7 separate regions of the Mus musculus genome follow, and regions 1, 2, 3, 4, 6 and 7 are each linked to region 5. Evidence: chromatin contacts called from public HiCAR-type and promoter capture Hi-C data. All regions are on one chromosome and are shown on one strand. Each heading gives the region's core, a stretch centred on a gene start, on an enhancer-like site or on the middle of the called end of the contact. The rest is flanking DNA. Distances are from core to core; before and after follow the strand shown.

The links. Promoter capture Hi-C pulls out the DNA fragments that hold promoters and counts their contacts. HiCAR-type assays count read pairs that join an accessible place to other places. Capture Hi-C pulls out chosen DNA fragments and counts their contacts.
Region 1: a contact with region 5 is called in a promoter capture Hi-C map of liver, with 2.7 times the contacts expected there. The contact joins the promoter of Heatr3 here to the promoter of Aktip in region 5. A contact is called at or near these places in 2 of 39 promoter capture datasets (embryonic stem cells and pre-B cells), 1 of 115 datasets of contacts at active chromatin or transcription factors (astrocytes) and 1 of 9 other capture datasets (liver).
Region 2: a contact with region 5 is called in a promoter capture Hi-C map of pre-B cells, with 4 times the contacts expected there. The contact joins the promoter of Tent4b here to the promoter of Aktip in region 5. A contact is called at or near these places in 3 of 39 promoter capture datasets (hippocampal neurons, liver and pre-B cells), 1 of 115 datasets of contacts at active chromatin or transcription factors (astrocytes) and 1 of 9 other capture datasets (liver).
Region 3: a contact with region 5 is called in a promoter capture Hi-C map of pre-B cells, with 2.8 times the contacts expected there. The contact joins the promoter of Amfr here to the promoter of Aktip in region 5. A contact is called at or near these places in 3 of 39 promoter capture datasets (the C10 cell line, hippocampal neurons and pre-B cells).
Region 4: a promoter capture Hi-C map of liver shows a contact between it and region 5, with 3 times the contacts expected there. The contact joins the promoter of Adcy7 here to the promoter of Aktip in region 5. A contact is called at or near these places in 4 of 39 promoter capture datasets (hippocampal neurons, liver and pre-B cells) and 1 of 9 other capture datasets (liver).
Region 6: a contact with region 5 is called in a promoter capture Hi-C map of pre-B cells, with 5 times the contacts expected there. The contact joins the promoter of Bbs2 here to the promoter of Aktip in region 5. A contact is called at or near these places in 5 of 39 promoter capture datasets (the 3T3-L1 cell line, the C10 cell line, hippocampal neurons and 2 more) and 1 of 115 datasets of contacts at active chromatin or transcription factors (astrocytes).
Region 7: a contact with region 5 is called in a HiCAR-type map of astrocytes, with 9 times the contacts expected there. The contact joins the promoter of Ogfod1 here to the promoter of Aktip in region 5. A contact is called at or near these places in 3 of 39 promoter capture datasets (hippocampal neurons, liver and pre-B cells), 1 of 115 datasets of contacts at active chromatin or transcription factors (astrocytes) and 1 of 9 other capture datasets (liver).

Annotation. Positions count from the first base shown.
Region 1 is chr8:88,136,475-88,139,174 of GRCm38.p6, forward strand. Heatr3 (HEAT repeat containing 3) reads left to right here and starts at 1,411. Exons shown (of 15, transcript NM_172757.3): 1 at 1,411-1,683; 2 at 1,801-1,973. The coding sequence starts at 1,546. Mir7071 (microRNA 7071) reads left to right here and starts at 1,732; the gene lies at 1,732-1,800.
Region 2 is chr8:88,198,466-88,201,165 of GRCm38.p6, forward strand. It overlaps Tent4b (terminal nucleotidyltransferase 4B), which reads left to right and starts at 1,417. Exons shown (of 12, transcript NM_001372333.1): 1 at 1,417-2,037. The coding sequence starts at 1,439.
Region 3 is chr8:94,011,176-94,013,924 of GRCm38.p6, forward strand. Amfr (autocrine motility factor receptor) reads right to left here and starts at 1,465. Exons shown (of 14, transcript NM_011787.2): 1 at 1,044-1,465. The coding sequence starts at 1,286.
Region 4 is chr8:88,292,725-88,295,536 of GRCm38.p6, forward strand. It overlaps Adcy7 (adenylate cyclase 7), which reads left to right and starts at 1,480. Exons shown (of 28, transcript NM_001037724.4): 1 at 1,480-1,538; 2 at 2,303-2,410.
Region 5 is chr8:91,132,755-91,135,454 of GRCm38.p6, forward strand. Aktip (thymoma viral proto-oncogene 1 interacting protein) reads right to left here and starts at 1,273. Exons shown (of 10, transcript NM_001302266.1): 1 at 1,146-1,273.
Region 6 is chr8:94,097,247-94,099,946 of GRCm38.p6, forward strand. It overlaps Bbs2 (Bardet-Biedl syndrome 2 (human)), which reads right to left and starts at 1,263. Exons shown (of 17, transcript NM_026116.3): 1 at 990-1,263. The coding sequence starts at 1,106. It overlaps Gm39226 (a long non-coding RNA gene), which reads left to right and starts at 2,296. Exons shown (of 2, transcript XR_879106.1): 1 at 2,296-2,700.
Region 7 is chr8:94,035,900-94,038,599 of GRCm38.p6, forward strand. Ogfod1 (2-oxoglutarate and iron-dependent oxygenase domain containing 1) reads left to right here and starts at 1,299. Exons shown (of 13, transcript NM_177767.4): 1 at 1,299-1,543. The coding sequence starts at 1,390. It overlaps Nudt21 (nudix (nucleoside diphosphate linked moiety X)-type motif 21), which reads right to left and starts at 1,140. Exons shown (of 7, transcript NM_026623.3): 1 at 878-1,140. The coding sequence starts at 993.

The sequences.
Region 1 (2,700 bases), core at 161-2,660, 3.0 Mb before region 5:
GCTCTAGAGCCTTATTGCACGCTGCTAATACAGAGTCTAATGCACCTTTCCTGCACGGAGCTCCCAGGCTAGCAGGGACAGCATATAGGGATAGCTTTTCTGTTTGCACACTTTGGAAACTCTGGCACTGGAACTCAGGGCCTGGCACTTGCTAGGCAATCACTCGTTTGCTGAGGCTCATTCCTGCACACATTTGATGACAGGGACAATTCAGAGATAACTGCCACACAAAATACATGAAGGGCCCATGGTGATGTGTCTGCTGGGACAGCAGGAGAATGAGGACACTAAACCAGGCCCCATAAGTGGGGCATTTTTAAATATCTCCCATTTCCAGAATACATCCCTACCTATAACAGAAGGAATTTTAAGTAGATCTGAGAATATGCCCCAGGTGATAGCCAAATGATCAGTTCAAGGAACGCTAAACTTAAGCTATCCTTTGCCCAGGCCTAAGACTAGTTCAGGAGAGCTCCAGGAAGACAGAGGAGGCTCCCTGGTTTATAGAGGACGTGCTGGTAGCATGAAGCAGAATGCCATGATGTCAAACTCTGAAGTGGCTTTTACAGCTACAGGCTGGTGAGATGGCTCAGCAGTTAAGAGTGCCGACTGCTCTTCCAAAGGTCCTGAGTTCAAATCCCAGCAACCACATGGTGGCTCACAACCATCCGTCACGAAATCTGATGCCTACTTCTGGAGTATCTGAACACAGCTACAGTGTACTTACATATAATAAATAAACAACTACAGGACTCCACCAAAAGTTTTTAGAAAATATACTTAAGAGTCTCTTTTAGGAAGGCTATATTTCAAACAGATGTTTGAAAAAAAATAGTAACCTTTAAAAAAAAAGGATGAAATGATTCGGCAAATAAAGGCATTTGCCATGCAAACCTGAAAAATCAGAGTTTGATTCCTGGAACTGTTGTTGATGGAAAGAACCAATTCCTCAGAGGAGTCCTCTGATCTCCACCCGAATGAGGCAGCACGTGTGCCTACACATATACCACACATTTTAAAAAAAATTATTAGACAAATATTTTATGAGAAACTTTTTTATGTTGTCTCAGTCCCTAGCACAATGAAATGACTGGCTGAAAGTCACTAGGCTTCTTCTAAAACTATTACCTATGGGTGGCTGAGGAATGGCTCCTAAGAATGGTAAAGAAAGTACTGAGATTAAAGTCAAGATCCACCACCATCTTGCTGGCTGAACTTGCCTTTCGTACAGTTGAATTTCTGTAGAAGCCTTACGTTTGTACGATGGAAATGAGATGGGTGTGTTAACATTCCCAGGGACATCCAGGGCTCCACCCATTGTCAGGGATGGCCCCGCCCACATCACATTACACGCACGCGCAGTCCCTGCTCCCGCCCTCTGCGCAGGCGTGCTGCTTTTCCATGTGTGCTCAGGCCGTCACATTGGACCCGCTGAGGGGAGACGCCAAGTAACGTCGAGCCTGGAAGTCGCCACGGGCCCGGTGGGCCCCAACGACGGCTGCTGCAGTCGTCCTCTTCTGGTCTGTCACTGCAGCCTCCGTCGCCATGGGTAAGAGTCGGACGAAGCGCTTCAAGCGACCTCAGTTCTCCCCTATCGAGAGCTGTCAGGCCGAGGCGGCGGCCGCGTCGAACGGGACTGGGGACGAGGAGGACGATGGGCCCGCGGCGGAGCTTCTGGAGAAGGTGGGACGAGGGCATGGCCAGGCTCGGGCGGCGGGCGGCCGGGGGCCCGGGGGCCCGGGAGCGAGGTGCTGCAGCGCGCGTGCTCACTACGCGACTCTGACGTCTCGGTTCCCGCAGCTCCAGCACCCGAGCGCCGAGGTCCGCGAGTGCGCCTGCGCGGGACTGGCCCGGCTAGTGCAGCAGCGGCCCGCACTACCAGACTTAGCCCGTCGGGATGCTGTGCGCCGGCTCGGGCCGCTGCTGCTGGACTCGAGTCTGGCGGTAAGGGAGACGGCGGCCGGAGCTCTGAGGTGAGCCCGAGAGGGCCCGAGGCAGTGTCCCTGCGAGCAAACAAACCTGGGACACCCTCGCCCGATGCATTCTCTACTTCTGGGGGAATAATAACATGCCAGTTAGCTCAGGTTTGCAGTGGATGGAGATGTGAATTCATGCACCGAAGGACCCCGGGGCTCACACACTTTTTGTTGTATCCACCTGGCGCTTCACCAACCATCAAACCTCATGCACATTTACCCCATCTCAAAACCCACCATAGAGTCCCTGATAGGATAGTCTTTCAGTCTGGGCTCCAAGTACAGCTGACATTTCAGCATGTAAGATCTCTTTGCAGGCGCTCCACTGAGAGGGTGTCTGGAAACTGTCAAAAAGACTGGGCTGAATTTCAGTAAAATTTAGACCTTCTAGCATGGTGGCACAGACCTTTAATTCCCGCACTAGGGAGGCAGAGGCAGGCAGATCTCTGAGTTTGAGGCCAGCCTGGTCTACAGAGTGAGTTCCAGGACATCCAGGGTCACCCAGAGAAATCCTATCTCAAAAAGGCCAAAAAGCAAAAGCCACTCTAATGAACTGTAGAGAGGACAGAAAGTTAGTATTTGTGCTCTTACAGATTTGCCTGTGTGTATTGTTTCAGTCTAATAAATATTGGATGGAGCACCTGTGTGCCAGCCACTGGACGAGGCCAGTTCAAGGCCACCTTGAACTACTTAGTGAGTTCCAGGACAGCCAGGGCTGTTACAC
Region 2 (2,700 bases), core at 167-2,666, 2.9 Mb before region 5:
GTCTGGCACCAACCTCAGGGCATTTCGTGTGCTAAGCAAGCACTCTAATAGAGTTACAATTAGCTCAGCCAGTGGTCATTGTATTCTTTTTTTTTTTTTCCCCCTAAGAAAAAACGTAGAGCAATGATTCATTCTGTGACAAACAGATTTTTAATCCTTTGCAAAATAAGTAAATAAACAAAACCAATCACCACCACCCCAAACTTTCCAGGATATTGAACTGGGCACAGAGCCAAAACTCAAGTGTCAGTCAGGGACTCGGTTCTGGAATTTGCAGCGAGCTTGAAGCATGCGCACAGTAAGTGTTCTAGTCTTCTGGATAATGTTAATTACTGACAACCACCCCCTGCCCCCTTTTTGGTTATTTTTCGCGCCAGAAGAAAGCTACACAAATGGGCATTCTATGAAAAACGATCATTAACCGCAACGGTAGTGTGATTTTAGGTTTAAAAGGCTTCGAGTATTCTTAGTTATGAAAGTTGAGGGGCTTTGAGCTCGTAAGTGCACCTTGGAACAGCCGCGCTGTGTGGCCCTCCAGCCGGGCAGCGGTGCCAGCACTCGCGACCCAGAGGCCGCTGAGACCGCTCCGGAACCGAGATGCGCGTGCAGCCGCGTGCTAACCCGGCCCTTGAGCGGAAGCCCGCCCTTCTCGTGCTCGCGCGGCGCGCGGCCAGGAGCCCCGGGGCCGCGCCGGGACCGAGGGGCGGAGCCGGCGGTCCGGAGCGGGGTGGGCGGCGCAAACCAGTCACTTTCCGCGGAGTCGGCAGCCGCCTCGTGTGCCTCGGCGGCGCTTGAGCGGCAACAGAGTCCTGCGGCGGCGCGCGCGTCCGAGGTGCCCGGAGGCCCAGGTACGTGCGACCCCAGCTAAGCTAGCGCGGGACGGTTGACCAGGCGGTTGCGGCCCCGCTGCCTGCAGCCTGCCGCGGCCTCTGTGACGCGCGGTGCGGCCTCGGGGAACCCGCGGACGGCTGGCAGCAGGGACGGGGCGGGGCGAGCGCGGCGGCGGGGCAGGCGGAGCGGAGCGAGGGGCGGAGCCGGCGGAGGCCCCGCCCCGGGGCCGAGCAGCACGGACGCTACGGAGCAGGCGCGTCCCGCTGCCGCCGCCGCTGCCGCCGCCGCCGCCGCTGCTGCTGCCGCCGCCGCCACCACCGCCGCCGCCGCTCGCCCTTCTCGGGATCCGCCGCCGCCATTTGCACGGGAACCCCGGTGACAGGGGCTCGGCGGAGGGGCGGAGGGAGGGGGGAGGGCCTGCGAGCCCCGAGGGCGGGAGCGACGCCGCCGGCGCCGGCCAGGCTCCCTGCGCTACCGCGCCGCCCGTGGCGGAACCCGGGTGGCAGCGGCGGCGGCGGCCGAGGGCGGGCGTGCGCCTGAGGCAGCGGCGGCGGCGGCGGCCCTGCGGGCGGCCGGGAGGGGCGGGGGCAGCGGCCGCCGCCGTTTGATGGATCCGAGGATCGCCTGGTTCCAGCCAGAGCAGCTCGGACCGTCCAATAGTCTGTGGATGCAGATCTGGGAGACGACCCAGGGGCTGAGGAACCTCTACTTCAACCACCACTGTCACAGCAGCGGCGCGAGCAGCGCGAGCGGCGGGAGCGGCAGCGGCCCCGGCAGCCCCGGCGGCACGGCCCCGGCCCCGGCCGGCATGTTCCGCTCGGGGGAGCGCCCACTGGGCGGCCTCGCCGTGCCCGCGGAGCAGCGGGACTTCCTGCCCCTGGAGACGACCAACAACAACAACAATCACCACCAGCCGGCGGCCTGGGCACGGCGGGCATCGGCGGGCCCCTCGGCGTCGCCGGTCCCATCGGCTCCCTCGTCCCCGCGACCGGCGGCCGCACTCCCCGCCTCCGAGTCTACCGACCCGGCCTCGGGCAGCAGCAACAAGAGGAAACGTGACAACAAGGCCAGCACCTACGGACTCAACTACAGCCTGCTGCAGCCCAGCGGAGGGCGCGCGGCCGGAGGCGGACGGGCGGACGGCGGCGGGGGCGTGTACAGCGGGACCCCGTGGAAGCGACGGAACTACAACCAGGGAGTCGTGGGGTGAGTGCTGGCGTCGTGGCCTGCGTCTTGGAGGGTCGGCACACCCGCACAGCGGGGAACACGCCCACAGGCGGGAGGGGGGGATGATGGGTGGGGGATGGGGAGCCCCAGTGGGGCCTCCAGAGCATCGGTGGCCATTCATTCCTTCATAGCTTGACCAGTCTCGGTGGACCTTTCTTTGGAATTCCTTTGGAAAAAGTGGAGCTATCCTCTCCTTTTCGTAGTCATCTCTACCTTCCTCCTCTCCTAACTGTCCACACCTTCCCGATGCATTCTTGCTTGTCCTTCTCCTGGATCTTTCTATGCTCTAGAATTCAGCCTGCCCTCTGATCCCTTTCTGTCCTCCACACCTTGCTCCCCACCACCACACCCCAAGATGAAGCCCCTTAGCATCGGGCTAGTTAACTTCCTGAGAACGTTTCTGCCTTAGCGTCTTTAGATGTTAGGACCAGGAGGTGCTCTTCTTGCCAAGAATAGAAACATCCAGAATGCTCCTTCCCCTCCCCCAGTCCACGACGAAAATCTCCTCAGCCCTGAAAGACACTGCCTGCTCTTGATCCTTTGGCCCATCTTTTATATTTACTTAAGGAAAAAAAAAAAAAAAGCCAGTGTTTGCCATGTCTGTCGTGAGCAGAAAGCACTGAGTGACAGCTAGCTTGAAGT
Region 3 (2,749 bases), core at 215-2,714, 2.9 Mb after region 5:
TTCATCTTTTCTTAGGAGTAGAGAAAGGGGAACTTTGCCCTTCACTGCCTTCTATGAAACTATGCACCAAAGGACCAGGAGGCGTCATCTGCAGCCCACGAAGTTCACAAATCCCGCTGCTTCCTGATGAAGCACAGTGGGAATAATTACAACAAATGAGTTGCATTATAGTTCTACAAACTTATAACATTAACCCCTCAGTCATTTACAGCCTTCTCTAGGCGCCGTGTGGGGAGATACGATCCCCACCAAGCCACAGGAAATCCAAGTGACAATTTTTTAAATCCGGGAGCAACTTTTCCTATTTCTGAGGGTTCATAGAAGAGGCACTCAAGTGCAAGGTGAGAGCAAAATTTTCTCAGATCTGCCCAGCCTAAAATGATGTAACAAACGAAGCCAGTACTTGTGGCATGTGGACATTGCTTATCTCGCACCGGCAGACAAACTAGAACCCTTGTTTCAAAATGGATCGCTAAACGGAGGAATCGCGTTCAAAGGAGGGGCTGCCACACCGACCCGAAAGTGTTTTGCTGCTTTCTGTCAAAAAGGGAACAGTCACAAACCATCGCGGGGGGTGGTTGGGGGTGAGATAAAAGGACGTAGCTGGTCTGTTTGCTTCGTTAAATAGCGCCCATCGGGACTAACGCATTGACAAATAGCACCATTTCGAAGTTGTCTGGCGAAGAGTAAAATGTCCCCCTAACTTCGGCCTTCTCTTCGTCGGCGAGCCGCCCCCAACAACGCCGAGCTAAACCGGACGTGTCGCGGCTTCTCACAGCCTCGGGTCGCCGCACCCCGCCGCCCTGGAGCCCGCGGGTCCGACCGCCCTTGCCTCGACTGTTCTCCCCGGCATCCCGACACCTTCTCTCCGCGGCCCGCCACGCTCGCAGCGCCGCTGGGCCTCGAGCCCCACGCGAGGGCCGCGGTCCCCGGGCCGAGGAGGCCGGGGTCAGGGCCCGGCCACGCCCCCCTGCGGATAATGGGTGACATGGCGGCTCCCGCCCGGCCGCCCGCCCCCGCGCCCGGCCCGCAGCCTCGCTCACCCACACGAACAGGCTGTCCGACAGCAGGTACTGGGCCACGTCGCGGGCCCGGGGGCCGCCGGCGGTCAGGCGCGCCTCGGGCTGCAGTGGGGCCGTTAGCGGCTCCGGCTCACCCGAGCCGTCCTCCGGCTGACTGAGGGCGCGGTAGGCGCTGACGATGGTGCCCAGCAAGGCCAGGCCGCTGAGGCCCGTGTAGGTGCGGAGGCTGGGCCACGGGAAGCGCTCGAGGAAGAGCAGCGGCATGGCGGCAGCGACGGGCTCCGGCCCCCGAGGCTTCCCGCGCTGCGGCCAGGCGCCTGCGGCGGCCTTGCGAAAGGCGCCCACGGGCTCTGGCGTCGCTGCCGCTGCCGCTGCCGCCGCCGCTGCGCCGGGCCGAGCCGGGCCGCTCCTAGCTGCTCGCGCCGCTCCGCCCCGCGCCGCTCCCGCTGCTGCCCCTGCCGGCGCGGAAGAGCCTCGGCGGACTCGGGGCGGGCCGCCGCCCCTAGCGGGACGCGGGCGGGACGGGCGCGGGGGCGCGGCCTTCGTCCCCCGCCCACAGCCGGCGCTCTGCAACCCCGAGAGCACAGGACCCGGCCTGGGGCCCCGCGTCCCGGCCCCCTGCAGCATCCTTGGCGACCCTGGGCCCACTGAAGCCACGAGCGCACCCGAGCCGGGCTCTGGGGTGAGCCTGGCCCGTAGGCAATGACGGCAGGCCTGTGTGCGTGGTCAGGCGGCAGGGTGAGGGTGCGGGACCCCTGCCCCTGGCCACTTGTCGCTTGTTCCTCCCCGCCAAAGCTGGTAAACCCGCCATCCCACCACCCTGTAGACTAGAGGCTTCCTTGGTGTCCTAAAGAAGCGACATGATGCTTAGGAAATAAGAGAAGCCTTGAGATAGAATATTTTTAAAACGGAGGAACCAATTTAACCAGAAATAAAAATCTGTTCCCTCTTAGCTACAAGTAAGAATGTCAAATGCTGCTTAGTTTCTTGGAAAATACCTGTTCCTAAAAGGTAAACCAAAGGGTGACCTTCGTCCTGGCAGTTACACTGCTTGTTAAGTAAACATCCAAGAGAAATGAAAACAGACACCCACACAAAGTCCCTACATTGAGGCTGACAGTAGCACTACTCCTAAAAACCAGAGAGGCAAACCTCGAATTATAGCGTTTGAAAATAAAGTACAGATAATGCTACAATATCAGAGAATGTTGACGATGTCTGAATCAAGCCACACACAGATATCTAAATTCTGTGTGACCACGCTGATAAGACAAATGCATGCAATGTAGAGTAGAAGGGGAGTTTGAAAGAACTGGAGGTGACAGCTAAAGAAGTGACAGGTTGGGGTACTAGTTTCCTGAAGTGAGAATTTCTAAAGTTGCTGTTATACAACTATGAATACACTCAAAGTCACTGAATTGTACACTATAAACAGCAGGTTATATCTATGTGAATTACATAAGATAACATAGGGTACAGTTTTTAATTATTATATCCCCGAGCCATGTGTTAGTGCCTATCCCAGAATGTAGCTCTGTAAACAGCTTTGAATTTTCCAAATTTTCTAATGTGGAGAAATTGTCTTTGTAGTATTTTTTCATGCCAAATATTTCTATAGATCTTTTAAATCTGAAAATTAACCACTGTTATAATTCTTAAAAACATCTCATCATGAGTCTTTGTACAATATAGTTCCCTTTGGTTCGTTCCCAGTCATTTGCAACATG
Region 4 (2,812 bases), core at 230-2,729, 2.8 Mb before region 5:
ATGGCACAGCCCTGACCACACGAGTATCTCTCCCTCAGCAAGGAGAATGTGGGCTCGGGACCCATCCGGTGGTCACGGGACCCATCCAGTGGACATGTCTGTCCCTCTCCTTTATTTATTTATTTATTTATTTATTTATTTATTTATTTATTTATTTATTTATTATTTAATTCACTTTACATCCTGATCACAGCCCACATCCTCTAGATCCAATCCCACCCTTACAAGTACCCCCCCATTGTCCCCCTCCCCTTCTCCTCAGAAAAGGGGAGCCCCCACTTGGGTACCACCATTTTCTAAGAATGTCACCTTGTCCTTTGGGCTTCAGTCTGTTCATTTCCATGGCAGGCTGGCCGGCCCTGCTATCAATCACAGGAGGCTGGGACAGGCAGCCCGCCCCTGCTCCCCACACCTATCTCCAGGACCCCATCTGGCTGGGAAGGAGGCTGGAGGTGATGCTCTCATGGGGCCCCAACTAATGGGAGGCAGCCTCTTTTGAAATACCAAATGCCCCAGGGAGATGCATGGGGATACCAAGGGGCTCTGGGGGGCAGAATGGGGCACGGCTGCATCCCTTTCCCTGCCAGGGGAGTCAGGGGGAAGAACTGCTTGGTGGTGGGCAGGGGTGGGCAGGCAGGAAGATGGATACCTCTGGGAAGAGCTTTCTGGTCCTTGTATGTCAAGGTTGCTTAGGCTGCAAACCTCATGCTTAGAGTAGGCTAGCATGACCCTTCGAGGTCATGGTGCTGCTGATGGTATGCTGCCTTTTGTATGAAGCCCCTAATAGTTAGGTACCACTACCAGTTCATTCTTTGTATCTGGAGGCTGAAGCCCAGAGAGGTTACTAAATGTGGCTAGGCCACACAGCACCTTCCAGGTGTCTGAGCTCAGAACTTGCACTCTGAACCTCTAGGCTCTCCTGTTTTTCCATTGTGAGCACAGGCGGCACCTTGTCCACCCTCCCATTTCCTTTCCTCATTTAGTAGTTGGTCACGTGGGTCCCCTGTCCCCACATGTGTTGCACAGGAACCCTGTGTTATTTTGCTTCTTGTGGCTTCAGCACCTTACCCTGGTGTAAGGCAGGAGTCCAGAGAGGAACTGGTGATGGGGCTGCGGTGGATCCCTTCGTTCTTTTAGCACTTGTAGACTTAGAGGGTGGCTTTATGGAGGTCAGATGGGATCCTCCACACTTGGGCCTGCCTACACTGCCCACTGGGTGCTGGCTCTATTGCAATGTGGCATAGGATCTGCACGCCTGCCCTGCAAGATGCTGAGCAGTGCTCAGCCTGTGAGGAGGTACCTTACACCCCCGCAGTAACAGGCTAGGGCAGCCCTGGGGAAGCCAGGTGGGAGGGACCAAGTGGTCTTCCTGGAGGAGTTGGCTAAGTGGATGTGCTATGAGGTGGGTGATGGGCAGCATTTTCAGGCCACTCAGACTCAATGATGAAAGGGCGGGGCTTATTTGGGGAAGCAAAATCAGTCAAAACCCACAGCCACCAGGAAGACCCAAGAAGTTGCCGAGAGAGTTTTGGGCTGGGGTAAGCGAGGGGTTTGGGGTTCTTGGTGTTCTGGCCAGGTACAAGGGTCCCTGGAAAATTGTCCTCAAGGGAGGCCAGGGTTTAAGGAGCAGGGCCTGCTGGGACAAAGGCTCCATGTGTGAACCTCTAGTGTCCAGTCTACAGCCTAAGCTCTGGAAGGCTGAAGTTTGGGGAGACCAAAGGAGGGTACCCATGCTTCACATAGCTATGGAAAGGGCCTCTGAGTCCAGGGCCGGTCTAACTTTGGAGGTGAGACAGTGGTTTAGGTGACACAGGGGTTGCTTTCCCTGAAGGCTTTTCCCTCTCAGGCCTGTCCCTCCCCCGTTACAGACAGGTCCTATTGACCTTATAGGGCTCTCAGGAAGCCTGGGAAGAGAGTCCTTCAGGACCTTGGGCTAGGGAGGCCTTTCTACAGCGAGTGCTTGCTGTGTGGGCTGTTGAGACTTCTGAGGTGGGTAGTAGCCTCAAGCTTGCTGTTGGGACAGAGGCCTTGCTGGACTCCCTAGGTGGCCTACTGGGTTCTGGTGGGGCAGGCTGCTCACTTCTACCTATCAGTCCTTTGCTGGAAAAGCAGGACAGCTCAGGAACCCTGGAGTGACCAGGCCAGGAGAGGGCGAGGAAATGCCTGGGCCGTTGGAGCTATGCAGAGGGAGGTGGAGCTGAACTGTTTTTTGAATTTTGTTCTCTGCCCAGTGTGGCCTGGAAACTGAGGCACATGGTCACACTCTGGCACTAGGAGTTATCTTCTTGCCTCCTTTCCCCAGGGAAGAAGATGTCTCTACCTGGAAGCTCCCAGGAGACAGCTGTGGAGCCCACGAGAGCCACAGGGCCTTGACCTCATCTCTTCCCACCATCCAAGAGGGCAAAGTCAGGTTGGTCCCTGTTAGGTCTCTCCACCCTGGTAGTGGGGCCCCTGACTGCCAGAAAGGGGGAGGTGTCACCATGGCTTGGGGAGACTTCCTGGGGGAGGAGTTCTAAGCTGGGTCTGGGAGACTCCAAAGCTAGCATTTCCTAAAGGAAGTTCATTATTGCAGTGCAGAGAGAGGCCCCTTAACCAGTAGCGGGTCTCCTGTAAGTCAGAGGTTCTCAACCTGTGGGTCACAACCTTTTTGGCAAGCCTCTACCTCTAAAAATATTTACATTATGATTCATAGCAGCAGCAGAATTACAGTTATGAAGTAGCAGTAAAAATAATTTTATGGTTGGGGGGTCACCATGACATGAGGAGCTGTATGTATTAAAGGGTCGCAGTGTTAGGAGGGTTGAGGCCCACA
Region 5 (2,700 bases), core at 23-2,522:
GTGGCTGACACCATAGTGCATCAAAAATTCAAGGAGGGTTATGTTCCTGTTTGGCTCAAATGAAAACTATATATTTTCCTTAAGGACTAGTAACCCACTGCCTAGACACACATGTTTTCTCAAGGTTTTTCTTCACCTCTTGAGAGGCGTGGCATTTCCTATTTGTAAATGTACTGGCACTGGGCACCTTTCATGTCTTCTGCCTTTAAAAATTCAGTACATGGCCCTCAGTTCCTCCAAAAGGTACCATGTACCGTCCAGCGCAGCCATATTTTTAACTCAGTGGTTCCAATAGCAACATAAGCACAAGGAACCGTAGCCAACTTTTCAGAAACTACAGTTTGCTAGATGAGCAATCTACCATAAGCATAGCATGACATCGTCCAATAGTAATGACAGATGTAAGGAAAACAGGTTCCATCCTTATTCGCAGAAAATACCACCAGACTTCCTGCTCCTCTGACTCTTAAAAAAAAAAAATGATTGCATGCATTTACACAGCTGAGCGAAGTCTGCATCTTCACCTATGCGACAGTGAGTATACCGCAGAGGGCCAATGAGACCTAGCTACCATCGTTCTTCTGTGACACAGAGCTAACTAATGTTATCACCCCAAAAAGGGTTTACGAAATTCCACATTAAGAGGCCACCAGACAGGACCGAGGAAAAGTAAACAGCCCGGGCCTCCGACAGCCCGGCTGGCTGGGCAGCTAGCTGGGCCGGGCACCCTGGCCCGGGGCACAATCCCATTTCGGAGCACGTAGAGAATCTGGACAAACCTGTCCCGAGGTGATGTAAGGCTGGTGCCCGGCCCTAGCCTGGAAGCGAGTTGGAGGCTGGCTGGGCCCGCTAGTCTGCAGCCGAGGCCGAGAGCCTGGGGCTTCATGTCAGCCCCTCGCCAGACAGACGGGACCCAGCGCAGGAGGGGCAGACCAAGCGGAGCAGAGCGCCACCAACCCTGCCGCCCTCTTCCTCGGGTGCAGCAGGTGCCTGCAGCGCACAGGTGCGGCCCCGCCCCCGTGTCCCCGCGCGGCCGCCGTCGCCCCGGTCCCTAGCGCACCCCAGGGAACCGAACGCCGGGCCGCGGACACAAACCCTCTGTCCTGACGACTCGGTAGCCACCAGCCCAGAGGTGAGACGCTTACCTGGATGCCCTCGGTGCGGAGCGCTGGGGGCCGAGCGCCACCGCGGGCCAACAGCATCTCCGGCTGTCCTGCAGCCCGGCCCCTGCCGCTCCTCTCCCGCAGAGCCCCGCCCCGCCCTGCCCTCAGCGGGACACGCCCTGGACACGCCCTAGACTGGGCGCTTCCGCTCGGATACCCATGCCGAATGGCTCTCTCTCGCCGTCCATCAAAAACGTACTTCCGGGAGGTGTTGGGGCTTGGAGCTCCGTCCTGCCAATCAAGTTAGCGCCGCTCGGGTGGGGCCGCGCTCGTACCTCCCCCTTACGTAACAGCGCCCAGGGACGAGCTGTCAGTCAAAGAAGCTTCAATCCCTGGGGAGGCTGGGACGAGAAACAAACAGGCACCAGGCCGCCATTGGACGTGGCGTGTGTCAGTCACCATGGATACCCACCCAGAGGTTTATGCGGCAGCCACTATAGCCAGTCTCCGGCAGTGATTGCTGCTAGCTCTTGGCTCCGCCAAGCGTCAGCCGGTATCCAGGCCTGGACTCTGAGCCACTGGCTGGAGAGGGAGGTCTGCAGCTCCCTGGTGGGAGTGATGGGATTTATTAATCAACTTGCTTAGGAGACAATAAGTGACACAGAGTAGAATTTAGCTGAGGTAGTGCTACCTTTACAATAAATCCAAAGTTATCAGGCTTGTTAGAAAGAATTCTGTAAATGTTTCTTCCCGGGGATTGATGTGCATTAGGTTCCATTCCCATAACCAAAAAAAAGACAACCCTGATTTACAACCAGCCATTAAACACATTAGCGTATCAAAGAACGTGTCTCTAACGGATACAAGCATCCTGAAGTTCTGGCCTGACATAAAGCCCCGTTTCTCTGGAGAAAAGCATAATTCTGCCCAGTGGCCAAGATGACCCTCTGTAACGACTATTATCGAACAACACTGATGTACTTAAGAAATAATTCTGGCGCCGGGCAGTGGTGGCGCGCACGCCTTTAATCCCAGCACTTGGTAGGCAGTGGTAGGCAGATTTCCGAGTTCTAGGCCAGCCTGGTCTACAGAGTTCCAGGACAGCCAGGGCTACACAGAAAAACCCTGTCTTGAACCCCCCCCCCCAAAAAAAAAAAAAAAGAAGGAAGGAAGGAAGGAAGGAAGGAAGGAAGGAAGGAAGGAAGGAAGGAAGGAAGAAATCTGGCAATATTTGGCTGTGTAAATCTTAAATGGCCAGACTTGCAGCCTACAGTCTCTGTTTCTACTGTGGCCTGCATCCCTTAGTCCCTACTTGTTACAAGATATGTCTGGCCCCTACTCTAATTTTTCCCCGCCCGGGAAACATGCTGCCTTTCTCCCTAGAAGCCCTTCCCCATGTAACTCAGCCATTTTGGTTACCTGCTCCTTTCAGTTTACCCCTTACTCTCTTAGCCAGTCTCTTAGACCAAGCTGCCTCTCTTGGTTGGCAGCTCCCCTTCTAGCTCTCTGTTTCCACATCTCCTCAGGTGGCGCAGCTCAGTCTGGGGATGTTCACTCTCCCAGATGTCTCTGCCTCTGTCTCTGCACCCCCTTTTAT
Region 6 (2,700 bases), core at 13-2,512, 3.0 Mb after region 5:
GTGTGTCCCTAGGACAGAACTCAGGTCATCAAACTTAGCAGTGCATGCCTTTATCCAAGTGACAATTGGACAAAGAACTCCCTTCTTCTAAAATTTTAATTTTGAGACAGGGTCTTCCTATGTTGCCCAGGCTAGCTTTGAACTTATGATCCCAATCTCTTGAACAGATAAAATAACAAATGTGTAGCACTACCTCAGGACTGGTAGCGCCTCTTAACTAGTAGCATCACATACCAAGACGAATGTTCAGCATTTTACTTCACCATACCAGTTTATGAAATCATAACCCATTTAAACGAATCCTTATGTTCCTGCTACGGAACCCTAGAAGTAGCATATAAGGTAACATACAACACACATGGCAGTGTCTTGAAAACTCCTTACACAAATGCAATTGTGTACCTGGCATACCTGCTGAGTCTAACAACAAGAATTCAATCTCACTTTCACAATTTCTTTTGTTTGCAAACTGGGTCTAAATCTGAATTTTTTTTTTATCTGTGACCCTGACACCCCTTTCTCAGTATGTGGCTCATAATAACCATTTAATGAACACTTAGGTTATGGGGATAAGATCTGAATGTACGTGATCAAGGACCAAAACTACAATCTGAATTTAACATTGGGTTGTTGTCCCCACCCCACCCGCTTCCTCCACTGTAAAGAGGCAAATATGGAAGAGAATCCTGGAGGCAAGCAGAGGCCCTGGGCATGAATCTGGAGTCAGCAATCGCTGCTACTCCTGGACAAGCGCTCCTTTTTCTTGAGACTTCTTTTCCCTAGGTTCCTGATCTGTCCTCAATACTGTTCAACACTGAGAACCTGGTGATAAAAAACGTCACTGCTACAAAGCTGTTCTTTGAAATCCCACTTTGATGGGACTGGAGCCAAGGACAGCGGCGACCGGTTGCCAGGCAATGCGGGCAGGGGGCGGGGCAGCGTGAGGGGCGGGATCTGGAGGAGGCAGGAGTCCGGGTGGGAGCGGTTACCTTGCCCGCTTGGGTGGCGGCAGCCAAGCACGGGTGAGTCCCGTCGTAGCGCCCTATGGCCACCATGCGGGGGCTGATTTTGTGGCGCAGTTTCAGAGTGAACACAGGCAGCAGCATGATGGCGCCAGCTAGGGGCGGAAGACAGATGCCCGACGCAGGCGCAAGGCAAGCAGCTTGGCCGGCCGGTTGCCTAGCAGCGGATGAGGAGTAGGAGGTAAATACACGCAGGACTGCGGAACGCCACAGGCCCGGCGCCGGAAGCGCAGACTAGAGCGCGATCGGTGTCGCCAACTCTCTCTACGCCTGCGCGGACCCTCCCAGCGGCAGAGCTACGCAAGTCCCAACTAGCTCCTGCGACTGCGCAGTGGCGTCGTGCCTGGTTGGCCTGCGTTCTTTGTCTGTCCTCGGACTGCGGCTGTAAATTAGTGTTAGATGAAGCCTTACCTTGGCGTCTGGGATGGCGGTGTCTAAGCCAGTACCTCCCCAGGATTCTCTGTAGCGTGTCAGCCAAGCTGCACCCCGTACACGCCACACACTATGTCACCCTTTCATTCGTTCAAGAACTAAGGCTTTACGGGGCGGATAGTTAAGTGGGTGAAGACACTTGATACCAACCCTGATGACCCGAGTTGGAAGCAGAAAACCAGCTCCAAGGACATGCACACGCACGATTAAAAAAACAAAACAAAACTAACGTTAAAGTGCTTAGTGTATCCCTTGCTTTAGCTGTTATGCCCAGGCAAACGTCAATAGTAACCCGAAAATAATAATCCCCTCAAGATAAAAGTAAAGAGTATAGTTTATTTAAATAGTTTAGGTGGTAAATATAAAGCAGTAGAGAACGATGCAAAGTTGAGGGACATGGGAAGGGAAAGAGTACTTCTCTCCCAAGTCCAGTTAAGGCGCTCCACCAGCTGAGTCAAGATTTTCAGGACAATTAGCATTTGTACAAAGTTGCTCAGCTAGAGACAACATGCCCTTTATATGAAAAGACTTTCAACTAAGAATGTTGAAAAAGCACTGAATCCTGCTTAAGTACTAAACGGACATGGCCTTTCTCCTTTGCCAGCTGTAAATCTGTAATTTGCTAGGGACCTCACAAGAAACCCTACTTAAATAAATGATGTGACTTAACTCTTTACATCCTTGTGACAAGTCGGTTCATCTTAGCAAATTGCAAACTCTACTCAAAGCACCGGTGAAGTCACCTTATAAACGTATTCATCAAAAAGAAGGGAAAGAAAGAAGAGTAAATGTGCGGGGGGGGGGGGGGGGGGGGGGGGGGGGGGGGGAGTAGAAGAAAGGAACTAGCAGGTGAGAAGGATCAGCCAGCCATAGTATGCATGAAAATGTCATAAAAGACCTGCTACTTTGTAAGCTAATTTTCAAAGTAAAACAAAAGAGAGAAAGAAGATGGGAGTGGGGTGGAATTCCTAACAGCCCATTGAGATATAACTAGAGCTACTAAGCAGTCTATGTAGCTGATAAGATACTAAGTGAGTCGTTCCCTCTTGAAACCCACATCCAAGCTTTTGGCTATGTATTATTCTATCCCTTAGCACCTATCCTCTCTTTTAAACTCCTTCCCAGCCCCTCCCCGTTATGCTTATATTATAGTATAGCATATTACATTACATTAATTATGTATGGTATATGGTGTGTGTGTGTGTGTGTGTGTGTGTGTGTGTGTAAAACAATACCATGTGTTCTA
Region 7 (2,700 bases), core at 49-2,548, 2.9 Mb after region 5:
TATTTACTTGAATATGAGAGATTTGTTTATTTATTTGAATATGAAAGGTGAGTCACTAAAATGACTTACACAAACCCCACTCTCAGCAATGTCTTGCACATTTTAAACAAATAACCAGTCTAAACTGGACACTTTTTTCCCATTAGAATCAGCTCCACACTAGGGAATGAGGTACCAAACATTATAAGCTATATCCCAATCTCAATTTCTTGCCACAACAAAATTTTGTTTGAGTGATCCCGAAATGCAATCATCTGCTTAAGACAAAGGTTTGTTGAAAACAAAACAGCCTGCAAACAGGCTGTCGGGACAACATGTAAGGTACCTCCGACCTCTGAAAGTACAACCAGACAACAGAGTGTGTCCTCGCAATTTTAGGTCTACTGGGAGTCTGCAATGATACTGTATGTTGGCACTTTGGTAGACAAGACATACAAATGCAAAAAGGTAGACCAAACAGCGCGAAAATTAATAAAATGTGGCCACTGGATGGAACACTACCCAACATTTAAAGGGGGAAAAAAAAAAACTAGGATGTCAGAGGTTAATCTGGAAAAGTTACTGTAAAAGAAATGTACACCCTACAAAACTGAGAATTGTTCAAATAAACACAAATACATGTGCGATGAAACAACCAGCAACGGATTGAAAGGATACACACATTATGAATTCAAAGCAAACGCAGGTTCTAACCATGGCTGAATGAAGGGAAAGGGGGAAACGAACCTCGCTTTTAAAATAGGAAAACTGCCAAGTCGGGGTCGAGAAACAGGTCTAGGAAAGAAAGCGCGCATCCCGGAAGGGACAACCCGCATCCGGCGTGAGGGAGGAGCGCGCACTGGGAGAGCATCAACGGCCGAGGCCGCGCCGCACTTACAGATTAATGGTGCGCTCCAGGGTGAGGGGCTTGGTCTGCTGGATGTACTTGTTGCCGAACTGGTTGACCCCCCGGGGCCAGCCCGTCTGCGAGCGATTGGGCGGCACCACAGACATGCTGAACAGCTCCGACGCCGGGGACGTGCAGAAAGCGGGGGCCCGGGGAGACGTCCGCGGGGCGGGCAGCGGTTATCTGCGTCCCGCTCAGCAGCCACCACCCGCCATTAACAGTCGAGAGCAAGAGGCGCGGAACACACGCCGGAAGTGAATACGCTCCGGAGGCAGGAAGTTGGGAGGCAGGCCACTGCGACCATTTGACCAATTGCTGGCGGCGTGACGCAATATGTTGATCTCCCATTGGTTATTTTTGTGGAGATCCCGCCTCCCTGTGCTTTACTGCCTTTCCATTGGGTAATGCTGGTGAAATAAGGAAAGAGGGTTTTCGGGAACTGTAGTTTCTGGAGGGAAGTAGCGTCCTGACTTCCTTGGCGTGGGTCTGTGCACCGTGAGAAGATGAACGGGAAGCGGCCGGCGGATCCTGGCCCAGCGCGGCCAATGAAGAAGGGAAAGAAGCAGGTATCGGCAGAGTTTTCGGACGCTGTCACTGAAGAAATCCTGAGGAAGCAGGTGGCTGAGGCCTGGAGCTGCCGGACACCGTTCAGCCATGGTAATGGGGTGCTGTAGGGAGGCGCGGCAGCAAGAGGTGTGGGGAGGATCGCAGCCACCTCCGACCCGGGCGCTGACTGCTGCTCGGTTCATTCCATATTCTGCTTGATTTGGCAAGCCTGGGGAGGAAAATAAATATAAGCTCCGGACACTATGGGGAAGTGGGAGACATGTAGCCTGGGGGTTGAATTCTAGAATCAGAGGTCACTCAGAATCCCTCTGCTGATTGTACGTCATTGGGCAATGCATATAACTTTGCTTAAGGGCCAGTTTCTTCGTTTATAAAACGGAATCGTTAATAGTATTCCCCCTCCGAAAGATGGGATTGACAAACTAATGTTTGTAGACATTCATAAACGTTTCCTTGAGAACCGGTAAATAGCTAGCAAGCGAGGGTCACTCTCCGCTGTTACGTGGACTGTCTAACCCACGCTGGTGTTGAAAGCTGCCAGAGAAGCAAGCACCTGGATTTACCAGTTTTCACGTACCTTGTCGTTGGCCTAAGTGACGCACAAAACCAACATAATCTTGAAAGGAACGATCATTCCAGACATAGCTACAAGTTATTACCTTATACAATGTGACTCTGGCTGGGTGCGTCTTGAATTTTCTCAGACTTGCCGATTGTCTGTTTCATTTGAGTGTTTAAACAGGGGAACCCCTGGGCGCTCAGGACGCAGGCAGAAGATGATTACATAAAATGCAGGCTCCGGCTGCCCAGAGACTTCTCAGTTTCTTTGTCTGTTGCAAAGGCGTAGTGACTATATCATCGATTCCTCAGTTGTAGAGAATATAAATGAAATAATGCTTATAAGGCACCACTGGGTCAAGATTGGTTGTTATTCATAATCTAGTGGAAGTGAAATCAGTTAGAGGTTAAAAACCACCTGTTTTTTTTTTTTTTGTTTTGTTTTGTTTTGTTTTGTTTTTAAACCCAGAAATTTAGGGAAAGAAAGGGTGGTATTAAAGAGAAATAGCCAGCCAGTTTTGCTACTCTTATTATTTGTTTTACTTCGCTCTGGAGAGAATGAGTTAAGAATCTAAAATGTGGGGCTGGAGAGATGGTTCAGTGTTTAAGAGCACTGACTGTTCTTACAGAGGTCCTGAGTTCAATTCCCAGTAACCTCATGGCTCACAACATCTGTAATGGGATCCGAT